Linked DNA regions of Zea mays: region 2 is linked to region 1. A link is a contact called in public Hi-C data. All regions are on one chromosome and are shown on one strand. The core of a region is the stretch at or near the end of the contact, and the rest is flanking DNA. Distances in the headings are between cores, read along the strand shown.

Region 1 (2,710 bases), core at 132-2,631:
CACAGCACAATCTCCAACGGGAAAGACATAACCTAAAAGTGATCTTCTCCAGTCTAAATCACCACCATAATCTGAATCAACATAGCCGATCAGACCATTTCCATATTTACCAAAATATAAACAAGCACTTAAAGAACCACATAGATATCTGAAAATCCACTGAACAACTTTCCAATGCTCTTTACCAAGATTAGACATGTATCTAGCAACAACGCTCATAGCATGAGACAAATAATGACGAGAGCAAACCAAAGCATACATGAGTGACCCAACAGAACTAGAGTATGGAACTTTTGACATATACTCAAGATCAACATCAGTTTTAGCACACTGTTTAGCAGACAGTTTAAAATGAGGAGCCAACGGAGTACTCACAGGTTCCCCAGCCTTCCTGCGACGGACCTCCGCTTTGGTCACCAACTTGGCAGCCTTCTTCGGAATTTGGATCACAAACTCAACAAAAGACGTGATATTATAAATTTGTACATGTTGTTAATTAGAAAATACAAATAAAATCATATTTAATAAATATATCATTTAAACTGACCAGTAAGGTTCTACGCTTTTAACAGAAAAATCTGGAAATCTGACTTCACATGAAGCCATTCTATTCCAGATTCTCCGAATTCTGTGCGTGAGCATATCTACAAAGTATAAACACGCCCAGCTGAGCAACTGCGTCGACCAGAAGAAGGTCCGTGCAGCGGGATGCAAGCGGCCAATCACTGCGAGCGGCTGCCACAGCCCACAGGCCGCCATGCTCATGATGACGAATAGACCCGACGAAGCATGCTGTGGCTGTGGCTGTGGCAGGCTGTGGCTGTGGCAGCTCATTCAAGAGGACGAATAGACCCGACGAAGCGACGACGGCTTGCACTGGCTGCAACTACAAGCGGCTGCCACAGGCCGCCATGTCCATCCGAGAGGACGAATAGACCGACGAAGTGACCACGGTCCACGGCAGCCTGAGATCTCTCTCGCCCGACAGGATATCTCCTTCGACCGCGCACGGGCTCCGCGGGGCAGCCCGTGCCTCGGGCAGTCGGGCGACTGGGCGACTTCGATTGCAGAGCGGCGCCGGGCCCGCGCTCGGATCTCACGTTGCCGGTTCGCGGAAAGGGTCGCTTGAGCGCATCTCAATTCTCAACTTCGTCGCCGGGTGGCGGTTTCTAGTCTAGCCTAGAGTGAAAAGGTTGCAGGCCGGGCGGTACTTTTTCAGGGTCACCGATGCGTGGGGTCGACCATTAGCGGGGTCCATGTGTCAGAAGTACGGTGGGGCATCATATCACGTCCACGTGCTGCTTGGAGATCGGTTCCATCCGCACCGCGGCCTTTTTATATGCGAGAAACTGAAGCGTCACCACGAACCACGTCTTCCTCGTCTCACAGAACAACCTCTTCCGCGGTTTTGCCTCATCCTCTAGGGTTTTCCGCCATGTCCACGCGCGGTGGCGGAGGTGGCCGCCGCGGAGGCCGGGGACAACAAGGAGGAGGCCGTGGAGGCGGGAGCGGCCGCGGTGGTGGCCGAGGGCGCGGCCAGGGCGCCGTGGACCTCGGAGGATTCCGCGAGGACACGCGAGGAGGACCTGGCCGTGGCCATCGCGGAGGGTCCGCGTCGTCAGGCGCCGCCCAGAGAGGAGGAGGTCATGCTGCGCAGTCCCAGTCCCCACATCCGGCGGCCGGTCCCGGCCCGGGGCCCGGGCGTGGCGGCTACTCCTCAGCGCCTCGGCAGGTGTCGTCGGGCCCGACCCCAGCGGAGGTTGAGGCGATGAGGCGCCAGGTGGAGAGGAAGGTGGTTATGGACGAGACGCAGGCGCAGCGGTGCCAGGGCTCGTCGTCCTCGCAAGCACCGGCGCCGAGACCAGCAATGCAAGATAAGGCGCCCGGTCCGTTGGCACCCGCAGGGAGCCCGTTGTCGATCCCAGCGCAGTCTCCGGCGTTCTTTCAGGCGCCTGCGGTACGACCGGCCATGCAAGCGAAGCCACCGGGTCAGGTCGCACAGGCAGCGAGTTCATCGTCGTCGTTCCCAATGCTCGCGACGGCTCAGGCGCCTAGGCCCGGGCGACCTGCCACTGCCCTGCAAGGGAAGCCGCCGGGGCAGGTCACACAGGCAGCGAGTTCGTCGTCGTCGTTCCCAATGCTCGCGACGGTTCAGGCGCCTACGCCCGGGCGACCCGCCACTGCCCTGCATGGGAAGCCGCCGGGTCAGGTCGTACCGGCAGCGATCCCATCATCGTTCCCAGCGCCGGCGCCGGTTCAGGGCTCTACGCCCGGGCGACCGGCCATGCAAGCGAAGCCGCCGGGTCATGTCGCACCGGCAGCGAGTTCATCGGAGCGACCTCTGCAAATGCAAGGGAAGGTGCCGGATCAAATGGCGCTTTCGGCGCCTGCAGGTACACTGCCTCCAGCTTCGAGCAAGGCGATGGTGTTCCCCCCTCGGCCGGGGTACGGAACCGTCGGGCGGAGGTGCCAGGTGCGCGCCAACCATGTAGAAGTCAAGCTCGGGGACAAGGATATCTACCACTACGATGTACGTACGCACGGCCCCTATCTGTGTCTTGGTGTGTTATTCTTGGCTTCAGCGCCTTGCAAATAGTAATCCAACAAAACCCTACATGTTTCAAGAAAGGAACCACAAATATCATCATAATTTGCATCCCTAACAAGTTCAAGCGGTATATGTTTTTGTTTCGCAGGTGACAATCAAACC
Region 2 (2,700 bases), core at 7-2,506, 150 kb before region 1:
GCATAGAAGAAGACAGGGGCAGACATGAGAGGTGAGGAATATGGCACCTTGATAGATGGATAATTGTCCCTGGACTCTGCTGCAATGTATGCACCAATAACCATTACATACATCCCTACAGGACAAGGGAAGTCATCAGCAAGTGTAAACATAAAAAAAAAGGTAACTCAGAAAACAACCTATCATTCATAGAACACACACAAGCCAAAACTTTTTCCTTCTACTTAATTTAATGATGCGCAGTTCTCCTGCGCGTTTGAGAAACCAAAATACTATCTGTACCAAATTATAGTCACTTTAGCTTTGTCTTAATTAAACTTCTCTAACTATGACGAAATTTATAGAAAAATGCACCAAGCCACCAACATCTACAACATCAAAATAGTTTTATTAAATTCTCCATAAAATATGTATTGATAGTGCCTTTATTTGAACCTGTAGATGTTAATACATTTTTCCTAATAATTTGGTAAGTTTTAGAAGATTGATGTAGGACAAACATAAACTGGCATGTAATTTCTTGCAAAAAAGTGTCATGCATCTAGAACGGAGGAATAACATCTATGCAAATAGTCACACTTCAAGATAATCAAGAATAATAGAATCATATAATAATATTGTGTGTTGTTAAAAAATCCTTTGTTTTTTCCACGCCAGCGCAGGTCTAAGGACCAGCCTAACACGTGGTCAACTATGTCGCTATGTACTGAGAAATTTCTCCACCTGCGTTTCTTCTATAGTTCTATATGCCCAGATGCTGTCTTACACCTGCGGGTCTTGAGTTTTTCTTAGATTGAATACTATTTCGACAATGTGAGAGCGATGCAAACATAAGGTACGATCAAAGAACCATTAAGAGCCGGCGTACCTGGCCGCCAGAACCGGCCCTCTGCTTCTCTTGGCAAGACGAAAAGGTTGGCGACGCAGGACCCATCATCCAGCAACAAGCGCCCTCCACCGGATTCGTTGTAGTCCGTTGACAGGATCATACCCTGCCGCTGCAAATCCTCAGGCTACGATAAACAAAATGAAGGTGGGAGAGGAAGGAGAGAGACGAGGTTAATTTGGGGACCTGGACCCAGGCGCGCTGGAAGCGGATGCCGGAGAGCATCTGCGCGGCAGAGCAACCCTCAGAGCACGGCGCCTCGGTGCAACTGGCGAGCTGGGAGCCGAAGATCTTCAGCGCCGCGAGGGTATAGTCCATGGCCACCGGTCACCGGACAGCCGGTCGCCGCCGCAGGGTTTCGGGTGACACTGGGTCACCAATCTTGCGAATGTTCCGATGTTCGTGTGTCCAGAACTGTGTTTGGGCTGGACCGCTCTCGGGCCGTAAATTCGCCATTTCCTTTTCTTTCTTTTACTAGACTGGATCACGTAAGCCCATCAAGAGGAACTCGCTCTGAGTCTGAGTAGGATGGGCTGCCTGAACACGGAATGCCGGAATCCCCAATGCGCATCCGCACGAAACCTGCCCTCAGTTCAGGCCTTCAGGGTTCCCCTTCTGCAGCGCCCTCGAAACTCGAAAGCGTCCTGTAGTTCAAGCTCCGCGCCTCCGCCGGCCAATACTCAGGTACTCGCTAATCTCCGCCGGTCACGTCGCAATGGCGCCAGGCGCTCCGCGAGAGTATGCCCTCGAGGGGGGCGAAGCGGCGCAGGACGAAGCGCCCGAGTCACCGCAGGAACGGGAAGAAGCGAGTCAGAGAGAAGAGGATGGCGGCGTCGAGGAGGCCGACGACGACGAGGAAGCTCCCACTCACCTCCCGTTCGCGCCATCTTCCGAGGTGCGTGGCCCTCTTCCTTATGTCTACTGCTCACATCCCAGTCCCACCACTTCTGATGTCGCCTTGGAGTCTCCGCCTCACTGCCATTCCTTCGAGCAGTTGGCGTCTTGGAAGGAAGTGTTTGGCTGGCTGTCTGCTGCCCTGCTGATGCTAGATCTCATGCTTGTGATTTTCTGTAGCTGCTTGATGACACGACAACAGTTGATCCCAGCTACACTATCTCCCTTATACGGCAGCTACTACCCCAGGGTTCCAATGTGGAGAAAGAGTTCAGGTAAGCGACGTGTTTAGAGGTTGAAATTGTATGTTAGCAAACGAGATGACTCCATGATACTAAACAGTGTGAAGCAATGTGCCCCGGACGAGAAGGATGCAAATTCTGGTAATGGGGAATCAGCGCAACCTGATTATAAGGATCCATGGGAAGAGTGTGGTTGCATTCTGTGGGACCTTGCAGCTAGTAAACCACAAGCAGAACTGATGGTGTGTTATCAGTATCTTCTTACTCTATTTTACAATGTAGATTGCTATGCTATAGTGCTATACCCAGCTTTCTAGCTCATATATGCTTTCTTTGCAAAAGAAAAGGTGTAGAAAAAAACAAAGACCTTGCACTAAGATTTCAATATAAGTATCGTATGGCTGTTTGGGATTTTAATATATAATGTTGTATTGTTGTTAGATCGTTGCACAAAACTTGAGAAATCAAATGCCCTTTTAAGTAACGTAGCTACTTCAGACTCCTTTTCTTTGCCCCAAGGGAATGATGAGGTGAGTTCATATTACCTCTTAATACTCATTAGTGGAGGTAGATGAAGTCCTTGGGTGTGAGCTAAGTCCATGTGTTCTACAAATTTAGCAGATGCTCTTGCGAGCTATATAAATTATAAATACCAGGAGAATATGCTTTAAAGTTGGA

Evidence for each region. A called contact is a pair of places that touch in the nucleus more often than the background predicts.
Region 2: a Hi-C map of tassel shows a contact between it and region 1, with 2.2 times the contacts expected there. The contact joins the promoter of LOC100382562 here to the promoter of LOC109943529 in region 1. A contact is called at or near these places in 2 of 25 Hi-C or Micro-C datasets (ear and tassel).

The regions. Positions count from the first base shown.
Region 1 is chr1:267,324,296-267,327,005 of Zm-B73-REFERENCE-NAM-5.0, reverse strand. It overlaps LOC109943529 (protein argonaute 12), which reads left to right and starts at 1,381. Exons shown (of 22, transcript XM_020546864.1): 1 at 1,381-2,530; 2 at 2,697-2,710. The coding sequence starts at 1,436.
Region 2 is chr1:267,469,835-267,472,534 of Zm-B73-REFERENCE-NAM-5.0, reverse strand. It overlaps LOC100382562, which reads right to left and starts at 1,256. Exons shown (of 4, transcript NM_001368201.1): 1 at 1,073-1,256; 2 at 869-992; 3 at 48-115. The coding sequence starts at 1,204. It overlaps LOC103643047, which reads left to right and starts at 850. Exons shown (of 11, transcript XM_020546865.2): 1 at 850-1,781; 2 at 1,961-2,055; 3 at 2,123-2,264. The coding sequence starts at 1,602.